2 separate regions of the Triticum aestivum genome follow, and region 2 is linked to region 1. A link is a contact called in public Hi-C data. All regions are on one chromosome and are shown on one strand. Each heading gives the region's core, a stretch centred on a gene start, on an enhancer-like site or on the middle of the called end of the contact. The rest is flanking DNA. Distances are from core to core; before and after follow the strand shown. Region 1 holds the start of LOC123078207 (eukaryotic translation initiation factor 6-2). Region 2 holds the start of LOC123078208 (F-box protein At2g32560).

What was found. Hi-C and Micro-C count contacts between places; a contact is called where the count stands out from the background.
Region 2: a contact with region 1 is called in a Hi-C map of leaf, with 5 times the contacts expected there. The contact joins the promoter of LOC123078208 here to the promoter of LOC123078207 in region 1. A contact is called at or near these places in 2 of 5 Hi-C or Micro-C datasets (both in leaf).

Annotation. Positions count from the first base shown.
Region 1 is chr3D:188,916,336-188,920,720 of IWGSC CS RefSeq v2.1, reverse strand. LOC123078207 (eukaryotic translation initiation factor 6-2) reads left to right here and starts at 1,977. Exons shown (of 5, transcript XM_044500626.1): 1 at 1,977-2,143; 2 at 2,249-2,341; 3 at 2,407-2,537; 4 at 2,619-2,860; 5 at 2,951-3,613. The coding sequence starts at 2,465. The coding sequence ends at 3,298. LOC123078206 (pentatricopeptide repeat-containing protein At1g80270, mitochondrial) reads right to left here. Exons shown (of 3, transcript XM_044500623.1): 3 at 4,031-4,385. The coding sequence ends at 4,222.
Region 2 is chr3D:189,367,688-189,372,363 of IWGSC CS RefSeq v2.1, reverse strand. LOC123078208 (F-box protein At2g32560) reads right to left here and starts at 1,278. Exons shown (of 5, transcript XM_044500627.1): 1 at 1-1,278. The coding sequence starts at 463.

The sequences.
Region 1 (4,385 bases), core at 728-3,227:
GTTAAGTCTATATGAAGTTGAATCTTTTATGCCCACAAAAAAAATGTCTTTTATTGTTTTGTTAGTTCTATAAAAAAATTGATTGCATATAAAAAAGTTAAAAAGGTATTAAAAATGTACCTGATATATACAAAAAATGTACAATGTATATGAAAAAATTAGTCATCAAATATTTGAACAAAATGTTAATCATCTATTTAAAAATATTAAAAGTGTATAAAAAATGTTCCTTATGTATATGGAAAATTTGAAACGTGTATTAAAAAATTGAACAACAAAACATAAACTTTTGAAAAATGGTGATCGTGTAATGAAAAAATTTAATCATATATTTCAAAAAAATTGAACTTATATTAAAAAAATCCCGGTGTATAAGGAAAATATACAATCTGCATGAAAAAAGTAGTTGTCAAACATAAATTTGCAAAAATAAATGTTAATCATGTATTTAAACATTCCTGATGTAGACACAAAATGTATGAATATGAAAAAAAAAAGTAGTCATCAAACACATATATTTAAAAAAATATCAAGTAAACTAAAAGAACTAAACTTGTATAAAAACATGTTGTTGATGTATACGAAAAATACATACATCAAAAATATTTATTTAAAAAAATTAGCTGGGTACTTTTAAAATGTTTAACATGTATTAAAAACCAAGAAAAAAGATACAAACAACACATAGAAAACAAAAAAATGACAATCAAAAAGGTTTTTAAACTAGTGAAAACCATAAAGAAATGCACAGAAAAAGAAATAAATAAAAAACCCGAAGAAAACCAAATAAATTGGTGAAAAAGAAGATAAATACAAAAACCAGAGAAAATAAATGAAACCGAAGAAAGATAAAAGAAACAAAACAATGAAAACAGAGAAAAGAAAATAAAACCAAAAGAAAAACAAAGAATAAAAGAAAAGAAAATAAAAACAAGTGAAAACCATGAAAAGCAAAGAAAACAAGTGTAATATAAAGAAAACTGGAATTATAACGAAGAAAAGGGAAAAGAAAAAATGGTTAAAATATAAAAAAATAAAAGAAAAATTAAAAATTAAAAATGGGAGAAAACCAGAGCAGAGCGAACATATAGTGAGCGAGTCCTACACTAATATGCCGGCCGGCGCGTGTTGTGCCTGACGCGAGAGCAGCTTCTCTCTCGCTATAAGTGAGATATAACTCTTGCGGAAAAACAGTAGTTAACCATGAGGAGTCACGACTTAGGAGGGATACGCCACCAAAGAGGCCCACACGTTGCACTAAGGGTATTATTTAGTCGACCGGCCCAACATTCAACAGGTGGCCACCAGAGAGGCCGACATGGTGAAAAAAAGCAGAAAAGAAGAGAACAAAAAGATTCCCTCACCCGCGAGAGTGGTCGCTTGCCAGCCCGTTTGGGGCCTTGGACCATAGGCGAGGATCTGGCGGCTCACCATCTAGCGCGTAGCAAACCTCGTCGCCTTTCCTACCCCCCCCCCCCCCCCCCCTCCATCACCAGTAGCAACACTACCATCACCGGCCCTCACTCGTTGTCGTCGGCTTTGCACGACCGTCTCCCAGCAAAAAACAAATTTCAGGAAAGAAAATCTCCAAAAGTCGCCGGTCGCTCCACAAAATTAGCCGGTCCCAGAAAATATTGTCGGCGGTTCTAGCAAAAAAAGATGCTTCCACATCGTCGGCCGCGGCAAAAAATATCGTCAGCAAGGGGCGAGGAATCGGTGGTCACGGTTAGAAGGTAGTTCGTCAGCACCAGCCTCCTGGAGAACGTCAGCAAGACAACATTTTCCTTTTCTTTTGTCACCACGGGGATGACACGAGCTGCCTATATTGGATTTGACCTCCAGGAGCCGCTGCGGCTGGCAGCGCGAGAGAAGCGTGGCGCCAACGTAAACCCAAAACGACTGAAGCAAAGCAAAAGCCAAGAGCAGATCCGTGGTGGGCATAAACTTGGAGAGAACGTAACCACGGCACGTGCAGACTGCGATGCGTATTATAAGAGGAGTTCACCTCCATCACCCAAATATATTGAGTTCTTGACCAACTGCGCGCACCTCATCGAGCCTGCCTAACCCCGCCCGCCCGCTAAACCCTACCCTACTCACCGGCGGCAGAGGTTTTCGTGAGCTCGTCCGACAATGGCGTCCCGTAAGTCCCCCTCCGATCCAGCCTGCCTTGATCAGATTTCCTCTTTTTCTTAAAAAAAAAATTGATCGATGCGATGATGCTTTGGTTTGGTTTGGTGTCTCTCAGTTTGAGAACTCGTGCGAGGTCGGGGTGTTCGCGAGGCTCACCAACGCCTACTGCCTCGTCCCGGCCGGTGGGGCGGAGAATTTCACCAGGTTGGTTAATCGCGACCCCTGGTGGCTTCTTGTCTTCTAATTGGTCCTCTCGTTGTCTTGTGGTTGCAGTGTGTTTGAGGCCGAGCTCGCCGACACCGTCCCGGTGGTCAAGGCATCCATCGGCGGCATGAGGATCCTCAGGACATTGTGCGTGGGCAACAAGAAGGGCCTTCTTCTACCACACACCACTAACGACCAAGGTAAGAAAGGAAGGTCCTTCCTTGTCCAGTGAGTGAGTCAGCAGTGACCTGACATGGGTTTCAAATGCCTGCCTGCCACAGAGCTCCAGCACCTCAAGAATAGCCTGCCTGATGAGGTGGTCGTCCAGCGTGTCGACGAGCGGCTCTCCGCCCTCGGCAACTGCATTGCCTGCAACGACCACGTGGCTCTCACAAAACCAGATCTCACCAAGGAAACCGAGGAGATCATCTCGGACGTTCTTGGGGTGGAGGTGTTCAGGCAGACCATCGCAGGGAGCATCCTGGTCGGCAGCTCCTGCGCCTTCTCCAACAAAGGGGGACTTGTACGCTACGCTCCTCATCACACCCTACCTACGATTCAACCTCACTGCTTGATTTCTGAAACTCGTCGACCTGACTGTGCGTGTGTGTAGGTTCACCCGCAGACGTCGGTGGAGGACCTGGACGAGCTGTCGACGCTGCTGCAGGTGCCCCTCGTCGCCGGCACCGTCAACCGGGGGAGCGATGGCATCGCGGCCGGCATGGTGGTCAACGACTGGGCGGCCTTCTGCGGTTCCGACACCACGGCCACCGAGCTCTCAGTGGTGGAGAGCGTCTTCAGGCTGAGGGACGCCCGGCCGGGGGCATTGGGCGCCGACGTCAGGAAATCCTTGGTTGAAAGCTGCTTTCTTCAGGGGAATTTTGCCTTCCCTTGCTGTATCTGTGTTTGTCATGAAATATTCTCAACTAGTACTCCCTCCGTAAACAAACAAGTAATGTAAACGCTTTTATATTTGTTTACGGAGGGAGTACTTCGCCAATCTGGATAGCTTCTTCGTAGGATTAAGCTCGTGATAAGACTTTCAACTAGCAAAGGCTGGAGGGTTTATCTCTCAAGACCTGAGTTATAAACAATAATGAGGGGCACAAATGACAATGCGATAGCCAAATGTTGCGAGTCCTACACTTCTGTTTTTCAGCTTAATTCCTCTTTGGAGGAATAGGAAAAGTGAGATCACTTTAGTTCTCGGAGTATCTCAATTGCCTATAGTATTAAAGAGATGTCGCTTGATTCATAAGATATGAATTTTTAATTTGGTTCTAGACTATTGTCCTTTTTTCCTTTGAAATATGAAGGATTTGTTCCTATCCTACATAGGAATAGGAATCATTCCTACAAACTTAAGTGCTGCAAAAAAAAAAATCCTATCCTTTAGAATTCCTACAGAATTGCTCTAAAACCCAAGTAAAGTTGGCCTAAAATTTTCTTCATAGGTTGTTCCAAAGGAACATTGCAGAATAGACAAGACCACTACACTTTATTATAAGAAGAAATTCCAGGAACAAACTTCAATGTCCACATCCATCATACGAGCATCAGTGGAGAATTCCCACAAAAAGCAATCTAAGGCCATCACCCATCAGTCCTTCAAAAATTGCTGGTAAAATAGGGAATATTTACAGGGAAACAAGTAGAAAGAGACATAATTTAAGGATCAACATAAATAAGAATCTAGGGCAGCAACTCGATATCGATTCCTGGCAGAAAGTTCAGTAGTGCATGAGCACCCAAGTGCAAAACAAACACTAGTGGTTCGTTACATGACCAAAACATTATTATCTCAATCATATACTTTAGCAGAAACCCGTAAGCAGCAAATGTATATTGCATGGCAACGGGATGAACCTAACGGTATTCCAGATCCTACTCGAGCATGTCAGATAATGTCTTCTTCTTGTTGAATGGATCGGTGGCAGCAAGTAAAGACGCGATGACACTGTTGGGGAAAATGTTATCAGCCTTCATCCTCTCTCTAAATCCATAAACAGGTGTCTTTGCATGCACATATGCATTTAGCAGCAACTGGT
Region 2 (4,676 bases), core at 29-2,528, 450 kb before region 1:
CGGTCGACGAGGACAGATACGACCTCCACTCGTCCCTCGCGGCGGTACCCAGGACAGAACCCCACTTGTCGGACATGTGGCGCTCCCAGAGGTGGTCGCTCCTGCACCTTTCCCGCATGGACCGGCTGACGGCGGCCATGTTCCGCAGCTCCGCCGGCGGCAGCTTGGCGAGAATGCAGTCGATGGCCAGCTCCGGGAGGTCGAGCACCGACGGCTCGCCGGTCGTATCCGTAGTCTCCAGCTTGGCGGCCGGGCGCTTCCTCTTGAAGGAAGGCATGAGGGGCATGGCGTCCGCGGCCGTGGAGGCGACGCCGCCGAGCAGCCTGTAGCCGGCCAAGAATCCGAGCAGCGAGAGCGCGAGTTGTTGGGAGATGGAAGCGAGGAAGAGTCTCATGTCACGGGCGCATGGCTTGGACAAGAAGAGGAGGCAGGAGAAGACGAAGGTGGCGACCAGGGCAAGCATTGATGAGAGGCAAAGAAGCGAGCCGTGGAGCACTGCGACTGCACAGTGCTCCTCGCAAATAAACAACGCAAGCCACCCAGACCCAGACCCAGTGGAAGAAAGAGAGATGAGATGCTGCCGCCTCTACGACCACAGCCGCATCAACCACTAACTCAGCTGCTTTCTCCGGCCGATCGGAGAAAGCTAGGCGATGGAACCCACTTCAGAAAGGGTTAGAAAAATATTGGGTGGGATTCGATCGAATCGAAGCCCGGAGAAGAAGGGGGACACTTGTTGCCGAGCGGGGGTTGTTCTCGGATTGAAGCGGAGACGCGCACCAACTGAGCAGCCACAAAAAAGAAGAGCAAGAAACAAGTCAAATTCGAGCTAAGATTACTCCGACGGGAGGGAACCGAGGTGGGATCTCCGCAGCTGGAACGGGAGTATTTGGAGCCAAGGAAAGATCAAAGAATGGTCCTAGCAAAGACGAAAGGGAAAAAGGGATCTTGGAAGGAGATAAGAGAGAGAGAGAGTAGGTGAGAGGCGAGCGTTGGTGGGAGTGAGTGAGCAAGAGGGAAGCGTGGGCGGGGCCCGGCCGTGCAAAGCCCCACGCAAGCAGCTTCCCTGGCAAAGCTCACCGGCGCCCTCCGCCCCCTCTCCCTCCCCGTCCCTCCTCTCGCTTCCAAGAAACGAAAGCCGGGTGGGTGGAGGAAGGAGAGAAATGGGGCAGGGAGGAGGATCGCAGGCGGAGGAGGGAGACGAGTATCTATTTATGGGTGGAACTCGTTTCTGGCGTGCGCGCGCGCGGGCGGTTGTCATCTCTCTCCTTGTTTGCCTCCAAGCCTCTTGTTTCGTGGCGCCCTCCGGGAGGGACACCAATAATTGATTGGGAGCCATGCGTTTGTTAGAGCTAATCATAAGAGGTTTCTTGTGTTCCACGGGGGCCGAGAGAGAGAGAGAGAGAGAGAGAGAGAGAGAGAGAGAGAGAGAGGGGATGGAGAATTCATGGCCAAGTTTAGGAGAGGATTTTTGTTGATAGGAATTGTGTGTGCGCACATTTGTTTCTTCATCTGCGCTTCAGGTTTGTCAGGGATCTCGACCTTACATTTTTCGCGATTTGGATGTTGAGTTGTGGCAACTTGGGGAGGCAAGGACGGCGACGTGTTCCACAGATTTTGCCTACTTATTTGAGATCTAGGGAAAGGACCGAAAATGACCTCGTGTCTTGTCGTACAACACACGTTTGTGCCACTACTATGCTAATACAGAACTTGATTGTATTTTAAGGCATTGTAAAATGCAAAATGTTTAGGAAGGTGCTTAGTAAAATAAACCGAATTTTTATTAAGCATAGGTGCTTATCTCTACGTGAGTGATGACTAATGAAGCGTCTATCCTCTAAAAATAAGCACCAGTGCTTAAGAAAAACTGGTTTATTTCTTTAAGTAACTTTCCTAAGCACCTTGCATTGTACGAGGCCTAAGAAATGATAGTAAGCATTTTGTGACATAACATCGTGTACTCCATTCTTCGATCCCACTCGCAACCGAGGATCCTTGGTTCTGTCGGATAAAGGCCAGATACCGCCAGGATTCACCTGTTACTTTGCGCAACATAAATGCAGTGATGAAATTTATTCTCGACCAGATTGGGGGCATACCATTAGGCTCTGACACACCGTTTGGATGTTGATATTAGGAGCTCGAATTGGACTTCCGCATTCAGGTAGACTGAATAACATTGTTTGGTTGGCTACAACATTCAGGCGTGGAGTTGAAGCCCGATATTGCATGCCCCACGCCAACATGCACGCCCCACTCTCCGATATGGAGCCAAATCCCTCGGTTTTGCTACGTATTTGGCCCGCGCCGCTTACCCCGTCGTGCCCTCGTGGGGAAAGGAAAAGAACAACTCTGCGAGACGAGACGAGAAGCGGAGTGCAACAGAGCTCGATGGCGGCGCAAGGTCAGTGCCCTCTCCCGTGAGTCCTCCTCCTTCTCGCATATCTTTGAAGAGCTGCTACGATCTACCACTGGCAACACACCGAGTATAGTTTAGATCAGTTCAACTCGAAAAGAAGAAGGATTGAAGATACAAAGTAGCGCGAAGAGAGGGAAATGGAGTTAAAACTTAGTACTTTTCTTCTTATCTGTATTGTAGCCTCTTTTCCCATTACATAGCCAAGCGGATCGGATCTGGAATGCATCCGTTTGAATTTGCTTGGTATCCAAAATGTGAAGAACCAAAAGATCTGCCTCCATTGATATACAAGCAACGGGGAAGATCCACCTCAAGAGTAGCTTGAGCAGGAATATCTTTTCTTCAAGAGGGAGACATGGACCATGGGATGAATAAGACCGCCTTGTGGTAACTGCAATTTGTAGGCAACAATACCCATTTTTTGAATGATTTATCAAGGACAAAAGAATTTGCAACTCAACTTCTGGTTTGAGCGTCGTGCAATATAAGTTTGAACATATGGTCGCAACTTTAAATAAGCATCTTCCCCCACTTGTAAGGAACCCTCACCATGCATTTTATCTGCCTGGCTCTTCATTCGCTGTCGAGCTCGAAGAAGTTGTTGCTGAATACACTACTACAGATCTAAACAACACTGACCGGCCAAATAGTATCATCACTGACGCCCGAGTGGCCCGTCAGTGACTCAGGGTTCATGATGATACTTTCGTCACTGACGGTCCACCAGACTCATCTGCGATAAGGCTCATCACTGACCTGACGGCTGGTCAGTACTACTTAACAAAAGGGCTCGAGCAAGAGACCTGTCACTGACCGCCCATTGTATACTGACCAATCAGTGATGTAGATTTTGGAGTGGTAGCAAAAGCTTGTATTGCTAGCATTCCAACAGAATTACTGCTGGTAGTGCAGCCCCAGCTTCACAACCACCAAAGAGCAATTTTGGATCAATAGTTGGCATGATTGTACCAACTAATGACGTGAAGACTAGATCCTTTTGTATAGTGTGGCAAGAATCAGGAAACGTCATCGTCATGACATTTCTGTCTCACTGTACACAACACTCTTCTAAAAAAGAGTGTTTTATCTAGTAGTACACATAAAGATCACAATGGCAATGAGGTGAATCATGTATCCCTGTTTGCAAAAACAAAGTATACTCATCTAAGCACAAATAGAAGACAACACCATTTACTTTATGAAGTAGCCTAGTAGATCACCCACCAGCATGCCAGGAAACCAAATATAGCACCCTACCCCCGGGGGTTTCTCCAGAAAGCGGATGGTGGGACAAAATATAGTTGATCATGTTGGTTTCGATGATGCTCCTCATTGGACGAGACCAACAATTTGATCTTTTTGTGGAGTGCGACAAAAATAACTACATATGTTGGAAAGTGAGTCCACTTCAGATGAGATTTGAACATATGGCACGATCGCATTTGAACATACAACACAATGTCATAGCAATTTGACATTATTCTTTGTGTAACTACTAGCACAACGACATTTGAACATAGAGCACAATGACATGGCAACTAGACATCAGTATTTTTGTAACTATTAGCATAATGGCATTATGACATAGCAATTGCAACATGTTTCTATTTTAAATCATTGTCTCAATGACTTGATCACATAGCAATTGCAACACAATATTTATTTAACTCTTAGCACAATAACAACAATTCAACACATATATGAATATAGCAATTCACAACATAGAGATATAACCATTGTAATAAGATATATAACCATTGTAATAAGATATATAACCATTGTAATAAGATGTATAGTCTGGAAATGGATTGTGTGGTGGGTGTTATGACTGGTCGAAAGTAGTAGACATTTCCAGTCAGTTAAAGAACTTCGGACATGATGTGATATACGTTATTGTATGAGATGATCATGTTTTGTAAAATTATCAGCAACAAGAGCCTTATGGTTGTCTCTTTATTGTATGAAATGCAAACGCCATGTAATTGCTTTACTTTATCACTATGCGTTAGCGATAGTTGTAGAAGCAATAGTTGATGAGACGACCATGACGCAATGATGGAGATCAAGGTGTCGAGCCAGTGAAGATAGAGATCATGACGATGCTTTGGAGATGGAGATCAAAAGCACAATATGATGATGGCCATATCATGTCACATATTTTGATTGCATGTGATGTTTATCTTTTATGCATCTTATTTTGTTTAGTATGGCGGTAGCATTATAAGATGATCCCTTAACTAAATTTCAAGGTAGA